Regions from separate parts of the Rattus norvegicus genome. Here region 2 is linked to region 1. The links are chromatin contacts, called in public Hi-C maps. All regions are on one chromosome and are shown on one strand. Each heading gives the region's core, a stretch centred on a gene start, on an enhancer-like site or on the middle of the called end of the contact. The rest is flanking DNA. Distances are from core to core; before and after follow the strand shown. Region 1 holds the start of Cnppd1 (cyclin Pas1/PHO80 domain containing 1). Region 2 holds the start of Dnpep (aspartyl aminopeptidase).

Region 1 (7,243 bases), core at 377-2,876:
ATCACGCCCAACACTTTTGCAATTTTTTCAAGGCCATACATGCTGCTCACAAAGGGAAGGGTAGTGAACAGGACCCAGGTGCTTCAGCTACAAGCTTCACACCCTTTTTTTTATTGAAACAATGTCTCACAATGTAGCTCTGGCGGTCTTGGAATTCCGAGCATAGACCAAATTAGCCTAGAACTCCCAGAGACTCCCCCCCCCACCCCCCTCCGTCTCCTGAGTGCTGGGATTAAAGGTATGCATCACCACACCGAGCTTTAAATACGCTATAGTTTTGACTACTACACTCACAAGAACATTATTTTTGGGAAAGAAACAAATCTCATTTCAGGCAATTTTCTTTAAAACAAACACAGAAGGGCATGGAGGATGCCTTAGGTGATAAATGGCCTTGCTGTGCCTTCCCTCAAGTAGCAGGGAGATGCACAGGGCAGGTGCACAATAGTGCATGTGGAATGAAGAAACTCACCTGAAACGTCAGGGAGAAAGCGAGGATGCCAGAGATCCAGGAGAAAATAGGTCAGAAGTGATATGCTGAGCAGGAAGAAGGGCCGAAGGGACGACGAAGACAACAACCTTAGGGAGACAGTCATCTCAGCAGACAGTGGGTGAGAGCTCCCAAATCCATCGAAAAATCACAGAAAGACCCACTGATGGGGAGATGGCCCTCTAAGCCTTGCCTGTCACTAAAAGACTAAGAAATGGGGCAACCTGGTGCAGGATCACCACCCCAGACGCTGACAGCCCTCGAAGGGAGGTGAGCACCCGGTCCTCCCGCCCCCGCTCTCCCGCGCAGCCCGGCCCCGCCCCCTCCTCCGCGGCCGTTACCAGAAGAGGCCGTTGAGTGTGGCCGCCGTGACCAGGCTGTGCAGCGGCTTCTCCCATACCAGCAGTCGCTGTGCAGCCGCCAGCACCGCCTCCCAGCCACGGAGCCGCAGCCACAGGGACGTAGCCAGGCGTCCCACCGCCTCGGCTGCGGCCGCCTCCTCCTCCGCGTCGCCGGTGGCCTCACCCATGCAGAGGCCCAGCCCCAAGCCCAGGCCCAGCCCCGAGGTGCCACCCGCGCCGGTGTTACCGCCACCGCTGCTTGCCATCACCGCGCCGCAGCCGCTGCCCGAGCCCGCGAGGAGCCAGGGCTGCGCGGCCGCCGCCGAGGGCGCGTCAGACGGAAGGGGGCGCACGCCCGGGCGAGCAAAAAAAAAAAAAAAAAAAAAAAAAAAAAAAAACAACCTGCGGTCAAGTGTCACGTGACCGAGCGCGCTGTCATGTGACGTGCCCTAACAGCCCGGATGGGAGGCCCACGCATGCGCGGTGGCAGCTGCCGTGATCCTGCACCCACGAAGTTGTGCTTCCAGGGTGCTGGAGTGGTGACCCGGGGCGGGCGTCGAGGCTTCTCAGCCTGAGGTCTTTTCCCGGTGTTTACAGAGCCACTGGAGATCTCCCGTGAGGCTCCGACCGAAGGAAGTGGGCTTCCAGGTCCCCAGGATCTTGGCTAGGATCTGCTTGAGATCGGGAAGGGCGGTGCCATCCCCATTACTCAACCCTTTTCGCCTCCATTCCCCTCCCCTCCGCGGATAAACAAACACCAGCGCGTGACATTAATGACTTCAAAGCAGCTTCACCAACTTCGAAAAGTTGCTTCTTCCTTCTTCGAGCGTCGGCCCTCTTTCTTCCCCAAATCTTTCAGCGGCAAATTGGGTGGAAGGCGTGTTTGAAAATAAAACATTCCAGGCGCTGTTTACTTTGGGGAGACTTGTTTAACATCGTACATTGAGGCTTCATATCTTTTGAGATCATTTAATTGCTGGAGTAACCCTACAAAATACAGTATGTATTCGAGTTTTACACTTTCAAACTTCTAAGGGGCGTAAAGGTTCAACAGATTCCCTTCCACCTTGTTCACAGTTCTCCCACGGGTAAGTTTCTTGTTTATCTTTCCTGTGCATTGCTGATTGAGTGCGCCTTCCCTAAAACCTGGGAAGCAATCTCGTGTTGCCTCTGTGTTAAGCTAGTTAATATCTGTACCACGACCCCAAAGTCTGGTCGGCGCGTTCACCCTCGGTGTGTCGCGGTCCCCTGGGAATGGTATCCCAATTCATCCCCAGTGCTCGGCGGGAGGTTGGGCAGGGCAGGAGGCGCTTCCTGCTGGGCGTGCGGATTCGTCGGCAACACTCCCGCAGCTTATAAACGCCAGGCGGACACGGCAGGGACTGAGAACACTTCTGAGCCTCATACCTCCCAGTTTGCCTGGTGAGCGCCGCGCGTGTCATCGGGCACTGGGGAGGCCTAGTCGCACGCGGAACAGGAAGAGGCGTCCCACGGCTGCCTGCGAGAAGGGCGGCGGCCCTTTCGGGAGAGGTGGGCCTACGGGTGAGGACGGCTCTACAGGTCACTTACGATTCCTTCCCTTCCCTTCCACCTTCTCAGGGTGGCAGCTGACGGGGCGATGGACCTGGCTGGGCTCCTACTGGACGAAGAAGGCACCTTCTCCCTCTCTGGTTTCCAGGACTTCACGGTGAGAGCGCAGTCCGCCTGTTCTCTGCCTTTGGGAGTCGGAACTCCTGGGTGTTTACTTGCTATGCTCTGTTTTGGGCGACTGTTTAGAGCATGCCGACTTGGAAACCCATGCCACCTGGGCCTGAAGGCAAAGCCTCAGGTTATAAGAGGGGAACGGCTAGTGATTAGACTGGGGTCCATCTGATTTCTAATTGTCTAGTCTTCTACTGGGAGCCCTCAGTGATGGCAGGGGCAGGGTGAAATTGTCTTTCCCTGTGGACAAAACTAGGCTGCCATTAGCAAATGATCCTGGGAACTCGGGGCTGGGTAGAGTATAGGCCCAGTGGCATACCCTGGATTTCCACCAAACCCTTCCCTGTTCACTCTCCACTACTCCTGGCCCTGTTTCAGTTTCTTCCAGGACACCAAAAGCTGAGCGCTCGAATCCGAAGGAGACTCTATTATGGCTGGGACTTGGAGACAGACTGCAGCCTGGAGGAGCTCTCCAGCCCTGTGGCAGGTTAGGCTGTGGGGTGTGTGTGTGTGTGTGTGTGTGTGTGTGTGTGTGTGTGTGTGTGACTGAGCAAGTGGAAACTTGGAGGACTGGGTTGTCATAGTCACCCAAATGCCTGGAGGTTTGCCCTTCTGAGCTGCACTGTGTCTCATTATTACTAGCTTGGTTGGTACTTGGTTTGACAATGCAGGCCATGTTTCAAATTCTTTTAGCCCACATGAGTAAAAACAGCTCATAAATTGCAGTCACTTATTTTTATGGCTTTGTGTGTACTCGGTGAGCATTCTACCACAGAGCTCTATCCCAAGTTCTACTTCCCCTTTTGATTTATAGGTCAGAGATTTAAGTTTCCTAAGAATACATGTTACACATTTCTCACATAAACAAGGCACAGTTCTCAAACATTAGGGGAGGATAAACATGAGTAACAGTAGAAAAGCAAGACTTTCTGCTGAAAAAAGCTGAGAGTCACCCTTGGAATGGGCTTTTATCCACTTAGAATTTGGGGGTGGGGTATGGTGGGAAAATCAAGGGCTGAAGGGTTGACACAGTGTCTTACTGCATAGATCTGAGTAGCCTGGAACTCACTGTATAGATCTGGGTGGCCTCTACCTTGTGGTAATCCCTCTGCCTTCATGGCTTGAGGTTTGAGATTGCAGGCCTGCTTCATCAGTTCCCTCTCCCATCTTAGGAGAATTTGGTTTCTAGTTTTAGTGACAATCGTGTCCCCTAGGCCTTCCCTGACAGTAGTGGGAACTGCTGTGTATGCTGGAGCTGCTTATTCTGCTCCCCTATCCCCTTGCAGACATTACTGTGGAACTTCTTCAGAAGGCAGCACCCAGTCCTATTCGCCGACTCCAGAAAAAATATGTAGCCCACGTGTCCCGGTGAGCCTGGGTTCGAGGGGATATAATGAGATTGGGCGTGGGATGTTATTGTCTCTAAAGAGAAAGGGTAATGAGCATCTTGAGAGTTGGAGGAGCTGAAGGGCCCTTGGGTTTAATTACTGATCCTTTCTACCTCCCAGGGAGGCATGCATCTCCCCTTGTGCTATGATGTTAGCTCTGGTGTACATTGAGCGACTCCGGCACCGAAACCCAGATTACCTGCAGCACGTGTCGTCTTCTGATTTGTTTCTGATCTCCATGGTAAGATACTCCTTTTATCTTCCTGGTGAGCCAAGCACCAGGTATGAACTCCACTGATGCCATTCCCGGCTTCTCTGTAGATGGTGGCCAGTAAATACCTTTATGATGAAGGGGAGGAAGAGGAGGTCTTCAATGATGAATGGGGAGCTGCTGGGGGAGTTGCTGTGCCTACTCTCAATGCCTTGGAAAGGAGCTTTCTGAGTGCCATGGTGAGTGATTATTTTCTCATCTGTCTTTGGTTGGTTTTGTTTGTTTTGCTTTGTTTTTGAGACAGGGTTTCTCTGTGTAGCCCTGACTGTCCTAAAACTCTCTCTGTGGACTAGGCTGACCTTAAATTCAGAGATCCTCCCGAGTGCTGGGATTAGAGGTGTGTACTACCGCCACTTAGCTTCTCATCTGCCTTTATTTTCCTTCATTCTTTGTTCTCTCTCAGCTTTCTGTTCTCTCTCTCAATCTCTCTCTCTCTCTCTCTCTCTCTCTCTCTCTCTCTCTCTCTGTGTGTGTGTGTGTGTGTGTGTGTGTGTGTGTGAGTGAGTGTGTGTAGACAAGATAAACTTGGGTGTTTTCCTGAGGACTTGTCTGCCTTGCTTTTTGAAGTAGGGTCTCTTTATTTAGCCTGATACTCAGAGTAGGTTAGGCTGGCTGGCAGACCAGTGAGTCTAGGGGATCTGCTTGTCTTTGTCTCCTTAGTGTTGAGACTGTAAGTGCATGCTACCATGCCCACTTCTTTTACATGGGTTCTGGGGATCTCGGTTTCTCATGCTTATATACAAGGTATTTACTAACGGAGATAGCGACTGATCTCCATTCATTCTCCCCACCCCCTGGTTGCATGTCTTTAATCCCAGGCAGACCTCTGTGTGTTTGAAGCCAGCCTGGTCCATTTCAGGACAGTTAGGGCTACATCGTCAGACCCTGTCTCTCTCTCTCTCCCTTTTTTTTTTTTTTCAAAGATGTGTTTGTTTTCTGTATATGAGTACACTGAAATTGTCTCTTCAGACAGACCAGAAGAGGGCATCAGGTCTCATTACAGATGGTTGTGAGCCACCATGTGGTTGCTGGGAATTGAACTCAGGACCTCTGGAAGAGCAGTCGGTGCTCTTAATCACTGAGCTATCTCTCCAGTCCCCAGACCCTCTCTCTTAATACATTTTAAATCAGGCTGACCTAGAACTCATTGTGTAGACAAGGCTGGTCTTGACCTCATGATGAACCTCCTGTTCCTTCTCCTGCTTTTGTCTCCCTGCCGATTATAGATGTACATGCTGCACCTAGCTTTGCATGTCTGTCCTTGTGTTTTTGGTAGACTCTCCCTTTCCTGTCCTTTCAGGACTAGTCTAGAGGTTCCTGAAGCAATGAGTCTCAAAGTAGAGGGTTTTTTCCTCCTCCTCCAAGGACACACTTTGAGGCAGAACCTGTAGTATTAGCCTCTGAATATTTGTCCTCGAGCCTTTTCTGCCTTAGGTTTTGAGCTCCATATGGACACTGACCTTCTTAGGTTTATTTTCTCCACTTGCACTTTATAGAGGGAATAACTCGTGGTCAGGTTGGTGGTGATAGCACAATACAATTTGCGAAAACTCTTTGGAGAGTAGCTAGCACATCTTATTGACTGGTGGTGTAGCTGTCTGATCAGGTCAGGTGGCTTGTGGCTAACATTACTGTAGCTCTTTCCTGTTCTTATTTATTTAGGTTTGTTGAAGTCGCCTTATCCTATAGTTCAGGCTGGCCTAGAACTCACTTTGTAGCCCAAGCTGGCCTGTAACTTGCGGTACAGTTGCTTCAACCTTCCAAGTACTGGTATCATAAAAATGAATTACCATGCCTGTCTTTTTTCTTGCACACAGGACTGGCGTCTCTACACTGATCCTCGGGAGATCTTTGAGGTGCTGAGTTGGCTGGAGAGTTGGTGAGTTCTGGGAATTAGTAAGAGGGGTTTGAGACATTCAGAGGCCTAGGCAAAAGCCATAGGGGCTAGAGATAAGATCTGTGTACCATAGGGGCTAGAGATAAGAAGAGAAGAGAAAGAATTGCTCAAAGTGGTCATTGCCTAACTCTTCTGCCCTCCTTTGGTGGTGTGAGCAACTTATTTAATTTAGGTCTTGGTCTCACCTTCTGGGTCAGTGAGAAGCCTAAAGATCTGTGCATTTAGCCAGCTCCTTAGTGTTTCTGATGGGTCCTGAAAGGTTAAAAGTTCCCCTGGGCTAGCTGCAGAGAGTCCCCAACCCATCATTTCTTCCTATTAGTGTGGCTGAGCAGCAAGGACGGCGGCGGGGCTGGTACACCTACACAGACCTGTGTGTGCTGCTGGAGCAGCCAATGTGGCAGCTGTCTCTGGGCTCCCTCTGCCAGCGGCTGGTAAAGGTGAGAAGGGGTTATGAAGAAGAGGGGCTTGAGTAGGTTTGGATAAGCACATGTGAGTGCCTCTCTCTCTCTTTCTCTCTCTCTCTCTCTCTCTCTCTCTCTCTCTGTGTTGAAAAACAAATTCTGAAAGGCTCAGAAGAAGTTGAGAATAGATGGGAGGGCGGAGGCAAAGGGAGCTACATAGAACTTCTACTTGAGAGACTAGGAGTAGGGAATAGCTACAGATAGTCAACAGCCTGATGTTTTATTTTTTGTTTTTATCTTCTCTCCTGCAGCTGTCCTGCCTGTTAGCCGTGGCATATGTGAGCAGCGTGGCCCTGGCTGTGGCATCCATGGCTGTAATACACCAGTCCTTGGGGCTGTCCTCCAGCCCCTCACCAAGTCCTCCTGAACTCACACTGGTCCCCAAGAACCTCTTGCAGCCCTGCATACCTGCCCCTGTGCCACAGTGCCTGACTAATGTCTCCAGCTGCCTGGAAGACAGTGTAGAGTTGCCATCGCTCTGGGGCAGTCTTCTGGACCCATTGACACCCCCTCTGATGCCTCCTCCAGACCCTCCTGCCCCACCTACTCCTTTCCACAAATGCCCCTTTTGCCAGAAGTTCCAGAGAAACCCCCCAAATTGCCGTGCCTGTCACCAGCCTAACCGTACGGTGTCTATTGGTCCTATCCACCCCTTTTACCATACCCATGGCCTGGCCCCACCCTGGCTCTGGAG
Region 2 (7,824 bases), core at 516-3,015, 170 kb before region 1:
GGCAGTTTAATAGCGTCCCTTGCTCTCATAAATAGAATTTTAAAAATACGTTCGTAGTTTCTACTTAGTTAATATACAGGACCTCAAATACTTAGTTGGATTCAAGGATGCAGAACCCACTCATTCAGAGAACTGACCATACCGTCTCAGTTATCAGTAGCTTAGAATGTAGCCCCTTTCCCAAGTAACCAGACCCTAAAGAACAGGTGAGACCATCCTTCTTGTGGTCCACTTAGCACTGAGCTTCATACATAATGTGACTTATATAATTATTAAGGGGTATTAATTGTACAAATCAGTAGGGTTACAATGATATCCAAAGAATAGTTAAGAGACTACACAGATGTAGTCTGTCACCCGCTGAATGGATCTTGAAACTGCCCTCTTTGAGGTGAGGGTGGCAGGACCTTTCCAGACTCTATCCCTGTTCACTCGCATCCCAAGTATAAAAGCAGATGTCCCCAGAGACTTGTGAGCCCTGGAAAGATTATTACACTTTTGGTAGGTGGACTCTATTTTGAACCCCAGAGCCATAAGAGTCCTGATCCGTCGATGTATGGATGAGTTTTAAGATTGCTACTCAACACTCTTGACAGGGAAACATAATATTGGAATTGTCTCCAAGAATACACGGGTCTACTTCCCCCCTTTCCCCCGATTGTCTAAAAGCGTAGAAAGAGTCAGTAGGGGCAGCTCATGCCTGTATCTCCAACAACTGGAAGCCATGGATTTGAGGCCAGCCTGGGCTACTACGTAGTGAGTTCTGGAAAAGCCTGAACAGCATTGAAACCCTGTCTGAAAGAAAAAAAAAATAATCATGGGTATCAGAATCAAATCTCAAGGCCACCCAAATCGCTGTGTGATCTTGAAAAGGTTACTGACTTCTGTGTTCCTCAGAGACCTACTGAATAGCTTAACATTTAACCAAGGACGAGAGAAAAAGACCTACGAAGCCTCTTGCTGTTGTTCTAGGCTCTGCAAACAAATTCATGGAGTCAAAAGCCCAGCTGTGACATTTGTAACTAGAGACAGATTAATCTCCTCATTCCGTTAATTCGTCTACAAAAAGTTGACAGTAAACTTCTGAGGATTACATGCCATAACACGTTTAGATTTATCTTAAGTTCATGGAGGTCAGCGGCTGTGCTAATACCACCGAGGCGCTAGAGGGCCCTGCTGCGGCGGTGGGCTCCCCTGCCTAGGGTGCTCCAGGAGCTGAACGCCTCGCCTCAGCTTCAAGGCTGCTGACAAAGGGAAGGGCAGAGGGGGTTGACGCCAGTAGGACTCCGCCTGATGGAGGCGGGGCGAGAGAGGCAGCAGGGGCGGGGCCTGCTGAGGAAGCCCTGAAGAGGCGGAGCTAGAGGAGCAACGGGGGCAGGGTCTGGAGAGTAGCCCTGATGGGGCGGAGCTAGTGGAGCAATGAGGGCAGGGCATGAGACACATCCCCTAACGGGGCAAAGCTAGGGGACAGAGGGGCGGGGCGCGGTATGACTGGTGCTGACTAGTCCACGTGGTTAGAACGCACCCTGATTGGGAGGAGGCAGGTCAGTGAGGCGGGAGCGGAACCGGAACATGTCCTAACAGGGGCGGAGCTCTCGGAGTAGTGAGGATGGGACGCGGCCTGATTGGCGCAGAACAGTCCGCGTGTTTGGAAGGAGGCCTGACGGGAACTGAGCGAGAAGCAGGGGTGGAACCCGACCGAGGCCTGAAAGGGGCGGAGCTCCGGAGCAGCGGGGGCGGGGCGAGGCCTGGTTGAGGTGGAGACCCGGTGGGGCCTGACGAGAGGCGGAGCCCACAGCTCGGCGAAGGCGAGGCCTGATCAGGAAGGGAGGAGCGGAGAGGCAGGGGCGGGCCGAAGTCCGACCCCTGGAGAGGAGTGCGGTAGGACTATGCAGGTAGGTGGCTGCCGCCGGTCGCGCCTCAACTTCGTCTAGACAGCCGGCCGCGCGCCCTTTTGGAGCTACGCTTAAGGCGGCGCTGAGACGAGCGTACTCCGGTTTCAAAGTAAAACTGAAAGCCTCCGCGGTGGCCTGACCTTCCGGAAGTCTGAAGGGCTGTCCAGGGACTGACTGGGAGGGAGGACAGGTGGAGTAGTGCTTTGATTCCGGACACGGTGGCCTTTTCAGATTTGAGGTCCGCTCCGCTGCTGGATTTCCGGGCTGGGCGGGGAGTGGGTTGGGATTTAGGGGGCGGGCCTTTCAGGTCCTGCAGTTCCAGGGACAAAACTGGGTGGAGGTCCTCTAGCCTTGGAACTGAACCTTTGAGTCGAGGGCGGTCGGTCGACCTAGGAATCCACATCTGTCGCTAATGAATCCCCCGGAAGCAGAGGTTGAGCCTTGGCGTTCTCATTTCTAGGATCCTCGGAGCTCGGGTGAAAAGAGTGGTCCTAGACTTGGCAACAGCTTGAATTCCCCCTTCCTTCCCCGTAGGTGGCCATGAACGGCAGAGCTAGGAAAGAGGCTATCCAGGCCACAGCCAGGGAGCTCATCAAGTTCGTGAACCGGAGCCCCTCTCCTTTCCATGGTAGGTGACCACGGTTAGGGAGGCTAGAAGTGGGAGTAATTTAACCAACTTCCATTGCTGTGAGAGCCCTTTTCCTACAGTCGTGGCCGAGTGTCGCAGCCGCCTACTCCAGGCTGGCTTCCGTGAACTCAAGGAAACAGAGGGCTGGGATATCTTACCAGAAAACAAGGTACTAAGGGATAGTATGGGGTCAGACCCTGTTTCAAAGTCCTGTGTTCCAGGTCATTAAGCAACTCACGCCCCTGTCTTTCAACTTTCTCCCCCAGTACTTCTTAACCAGGAACTCCTCCACCATCATTGCTTTTGCTGTGGGGGGCCAGTATGTTCCTGGCAATGGCTTCAGCCTCATTGGGGCCCACACGGACAGTCCCTGCCTCCGGGTAAGGAGTTAGGACTTGGCTGGACTGAAGGGAGGTGCGGGGGCAGTTGGGATGAAGAGATCTATGAGGCTCAATTTGGAAGGCTCTATCCCAAGGTCCTGGGAAGTAGGCAAACCTGCCCCATGCTCCCCCACCCCCACTTTCAGCTGTCAACTGATGTGATGTTTGCTCTGTATAACTTATTGCCTGAGTCTCACTTCCAGATATTACCTTTCAGACATTCCCTTTCTTCTCATTTTTATGCTCAGGTGAAACGCAAATCTCGCCGAAGCCAGGTGGGCTACCACCAGGTGGGCGTAGAGACCTATGGTGGTGGGATCTGGAGCACGTGGTTTGACCGGGACCTGACCTTGGCTGGACGAGTCATTATCAAGGTGGTATAGAGGGGCTAGGAACTGGGGAGGTTCTCTCTTCGGCAGCCTGAAGATTGAGTGTCACATTTCTTCAGTGTACCAGTGAAGAGTCCTCGTGGGGAAGAGGGGACATGGTTATTCTGGGTTTAGTAAGGGATTTTATCAGCTGGATGTGGGAGGTGCCCAGTTCTGACTTGGCCAGTTGGCCACAGTGCCCTACGTCAGGCAGACTGGAGCAGAGGTTTGTGCATATAGAGCGGCCCATCCTGCGCATCCCGCATCTGGCCATCCATCTGCAGCGAAATGTCAATGAGAACTTTGGGCCCAACACAGAGATGCACCTGTAAGTACATCAAGGGCTCTAATGGCTGTGAGGGGTAGGGTATGGCACCAGGTAACAGAGGGACCCACTGGGACCCAGAGGACCACCTCTTAGTGACCATCATCAAGTTGCACTTTTGGAAACCAGTTCAATCCATTTGGGGAGTGGGCTGGGAGTCGGAGGACGAGAAGAGGCCTATGTTCATGGCTGTCTCTTTCCCTTCTCTCAACCCATTTCCCCACAGAGTCCCTATTCTTGCCACAGCAGTTCAGGAAGAGCTGGAGAAAGGGACTCCTGAACCAGGGCCTCTCAGTGCTACTGTAAGAAGCTCCCTGCCCCAGGGAGGGTGGCAGAGTGGAAACAGACCAGTCCCTCGAAAGGGGCAGAGACGAGCAGAGCCAACTTCCAACACCTCCTGCCTTACAGGATGAGCGGCACCACTCAGTCCTCATGTCCCTGCTCTGTACCCATCTGGGACTGAGTCCTGACAACATCATGGAGATGGAGCTCTGCCTGGCAGACACCCAGCCTGCAGTAAGGAGGGTTGTGGTGGGGTCTTCCAGGGTCCCTGCCAACCATAGCATATCCCTGAAGCTCTTCAGTTAGTTTCATCCTTGTTCTTCCCAGTAGTTGGCACTTCCTCTGCTTTCAGTAGTTAGCCAATAAGCAGAGCATCTCCCCAGAAGACCCTCCTACCGAGACTGGGTGTGATGTGTGAGGTGGTGCCTATCTGCTTTGTCCTATGCTGGCTCTGAACCTCTGAGGGAAAGAGGCCTGGTGCCTTCCAAGTGCTAAGTAGGGAGCTGCTAAATCTTTGGATCCTTGGTCCTAAGTTTCTGTTAGCTGTTTTCTTCCTTTTAGTTGGCATTGTTTTGCGTTTTTTTTGTTTTGTTTTGTTTTTGTTTTTGTTTTCTAGACAGGGTTTCTCTGTGTAGCCCTGGCTGTCCTGGGACTCACTACGTAGACCAGGCTGGCCTTGGCTTAGAGATCCTCCTGCCTCTGCTGTTCCAGTGCTGGGATCAGTGGTGTGCACTACCACCGCTGGCTGCTTTTTTTTTTTTTTTTTTGGTGACCACTTAGCCCTCCTTTGACCTGCCTCTCCAGTAGAGGTCAGATACTGTAGGCTGCCCTTTCCTGGCCTTCATTCTCTGCTGAACAGCAAGAATAGTTTCCTGAGCCAACAGTCAAGAGTTGCTCTGGCCCTTGGGAACAGGGAGAAGTGGGGAGGGGCTGGGCACTTAGGTGTTCATTCTGTCTTTTTAGACCCTGGGTGGAGCTTATGAAGAATTCATCTTTGCTCCTCGGCTGGACAATCTGCATAGCTGCTTCTGTGCTCTGCAGGTGAGGAGCCAGGGCACCCAGGCAGCATGAGAGGCGGGGAGTTAAGAATTGAGGTGGGAGCCCCAGGAGGTGGTGAGAGATGGCTACTTAGCCAGGCCTCCACCCTGTTGGCTCGGGGAAGGGCCTATATGCTGCAGCCTTGACATACTATTACTGTGCTGGTCTGGGGCCAGGAGCTGATGTGGAAAAGGTGGCAGTGGGGTGCCATGGTGTCATCTACTTTTCCTTAATGACCTCTGTCTGAAAACAAAGGCCTTGCCACTGTGGAAAACAATCTCTCACTTACTGCTTGCCTTCTTTGTGATCCTTGAACCCTCAGTAGGGCTGTCTGTACCTCTTGCTCACCTTCATAGTCTCCACTTCTGCTCTACCCCAGGCAGGCTGTTTCTCAGCTTTCTCCCCTTTACCCTTCCTCTGCTGCTCAGCTTGCCTCTCCCTGCCTGTCTTGTGGTTGGAGATAGGCTTTGGGTAGAACTGTAGATCTGGGGCCTGTGTCTGCTTCTGAGGCAACCAGCTGGGTTCATGGACATGTCTAGAGCTGTTAATGGAAGCCCGTTGGTTTGACCTCCCAGGACTTAAGTTTTCTGTTTGTTTTCAACATTATCCTCCCGCCTTGTGCATGGGAGTGTATGAGAGCAAATACCCAGAGAATGGATTTACTTATTCCATTAGAAAGGTCCTCTTCCACTCGCTGCCAGGCAGTGCCCTAAGAGAAAGGTTGCTGAGAGCCCAGTCCACCTCACTGGCAGGGCCACATCTCCCTCCTAGGTACAAGCAGACAAAGTCATAAGAAGCGGGGGCTGGAGAGATGGCTCAGTGGTTAAGAGCACCGACTGCTCTTCCAGAGGTCCTGAGTTCAATTCCCAGCAACCACATGGTGGCTCACAACCATCTGTAATGGGACCTGATGCCCTCTTCTGGTGTGTCTGAAGACAGCTACAGTGTACTCGATACATGAAATAAATAAATAAATCTTTAAAAAAAAAAAGTCGTAAGAAGCAAAAGGGCAGGGATGATGAGCCTGTCTCCTTCCCTACCTAGGCACTGATTGATTCCTGTGCATCCCCTGCCTCCCTGGCCAGGGAGCCACATGTGCGCATGGTCACGCTCTACGACAATGAAGAGGTATGTGGAGGGCTGGAGCCAGGTCCCTGGGTGGAGTATTCAGTAGCTACTTGGTGGCTGACACTCAGAGTGGACCAGAGCATTCTAGAGGCCCCAAAGGAGGAAGGAGGAGAGCGCCAGTGCTTCCAAGCTGTTGCTCCCTTCTGGCTCTAAATGGATCTTTGTAACAGATCTATTCCGTAGCCCATATTCTCTTGTATACCTTGCTGCATTCCTGTCCCAAGGATGGGGGCACTGCACAGGTTATCTTTCAGGTCTGTGACTTTGCACATAATGGGTTCTCAGCTGTGTATTTGGCTGTAATCTTGAGATGCTGTGGTGGAGCTTGACAGGTAGCCAATGCTCTCTCAAGTAATTCCCTGGGTCAGTTAGCAGTTGGGATAGGTCTCTGGTCTATTACGCTAGTTGTCTATTTCCTCTATGGCCAGTCAGCAATAAAGGAGAAGGCAGAGAATAGATGCCTGTGTCTTTAAGAGTCTGATCCCGAAATGGAATTCAGTATTACTTACATTCACAGAACTTAGTGTGGCCACATTCAGCTAAAAAGGAAACTGGAATGCTGTCTCTAGCTGGGAGTTAGTTGTGTAGCTTTACTTTGGGTCTTCTGTTATGAAAGGTATCATGGATAGTTAACAGTCTCTGTCACTAATGTAAGGGAAATTATTCAGGGTGTTGTGACATCTGCTGAGCCCTAAATGTAAGTGTCGGAGTGCAGTGTGGAAACCCCATCAGTAAGTGCTATTTCTAGCCCTTACATGACTGCCATTCCACTGTCAGTTATTCAGAAATGGCCAGGGCTTAGGAAAGTCTCTGAGGACACCTATCCCTACCAAGTGACTCAGGTGGATCCTGGGCCATTCTGAACACTGAGCCCTTACAGTCCAGGCCCATGTCCAGATTCCTACAGTCAAATCTCTGCCATCTCCAGGTGGGGTCAGAGAGTGCACAAGGAGCACAGTCTCTGCTGACAGAGCTGATACTACGGCGCATCTCAGCCTCACCTCAGCGTCTGACTGCCTTCGAGGAAGCCATACCTAAGTCCTTCATGATCAGTGCAGACATGGCCCATGCTGTGCACCCAAACTACTCGTGAGTCTTCATACCAGACAGTACTTATGCTAGAGACTCGGCATAGCCCACTTGCAGCCCTCCTGATCTTTGTTACCTCTCACAGGGACAAGCATGAAGAAAACCATCGGCCCTTGTTCCATAAGGTGAGATGCTGCTTCTCAAAGATGTAGTGTCCTGGCTGACTCTGGCCTGTGTGCTTCACGCAGGCCTCACCTTGTCTCCCCTTGACTGCTCCCAGGGTCCTGTGATCAAGGTGAACAGCAAGCAGCGCTACGCCTCTAATGCGGTGTCTGAGTCCCTGATTCGAGAGGTGGCCGGCCAAGTTGGAGTCCCTCTGCAGGTGAATGGGCATCTTTCCTGGGATGGTGGAGGGAACGGGATAAAGACATAAGCTGATGTGCCCCAGTGAGTGGGAGCGTGGGAGATAGGCTTTAGTGGAGGGAGTCCCGATGATTGAGAAGATCGGGGTCTGGGTGCAGAGCTAGGTGCATGACTTGGGCCCAGTTTGCTAAGCTGTCTGAGTTTCAGTGTGCTCATCTGTAAGGTGAGGATGATCGTGACCCTGCCTGCTGGCTTCTGTAAGGGTTACTCCTACCGCCTGGTTAGTCCTATCCTTTTTCCTTCTAATACCCCACGTCCCCATGTCTTTCTTTTCTTATACCTCAACCCAGAAGGAATATTCAAGACTGGAGAATCCCAAGTGTTCATT

What was found. Hi-C and Micro-C count contacts between places; a contact is called where the count stands out from the background.
Region 2: a Hi-C map of mammary epithelial cells shows a contact between it and region 1, with 2.2 times the contacts expected there. The contact joins the promoter of Dnpep here to the promoter of Cnppd1 in region 1. A contact is called at or near these places in 1 of 12 Hi-C or Micro-C datasets (mammary epithelial cells) and 1 of 1 datasets of contacts at active chromatin or transcription factors (oligodendrocytes).

The regions. Positions count from the first base shown.
Region 1 is chr9:84,082,916-84,090,158 of GRCr8, reverse strand. It overlaps Cnppd1 (cyclin Pas1/PHO80 domain containing 1), which reads left to right and starts at 1,626. Exons shown (of 9, transcript NM_199112.1): 1 at 1,626-1,919; 2 at 2,431-2,518; 3 at 2,911-3,019; 4 at 3,819-3,900; 5 at 4,041-4,161; 6 at 4,242-4,370; 7 at 6,009-6,070; 8 at 6,408-6,525; 9 at 6,801-7,243. The coding sequence starts at 2,450. Retreg2 (reticulophagy regulator family member 2) reads right to left here and starts at 1,168. Exons shown (of 9, transcript NM_001100760.1): 1 at 832-1,168; 2 at 473-579. The coding sequence starts at 1,097.
Region 2 is chr9:84,251,392-84,259,215 of GRCr8, reverse strand. Dnpep (aspartyl aminopeptidase) reads left to right here and starts at 1,765. Exons shown (of 15, transcript NM_001024879.1): 1 at 1,765-1,895; 2 at 2,430-2,523; 3 at 2,604-2,692; 4 at 2,790-2,903; 5 at 3,152-3,277; 6 at 3,469-3,599; 7 at 3,823-3,898; 8 at 4,005-4,112; 9 at 4,842-4,919; 10 at 5,961-6,044; 11 at 6,973-7,133; 12 at 7,219-7,258; 13 at 7,354-7,455. The coding sequence starts at 1,890.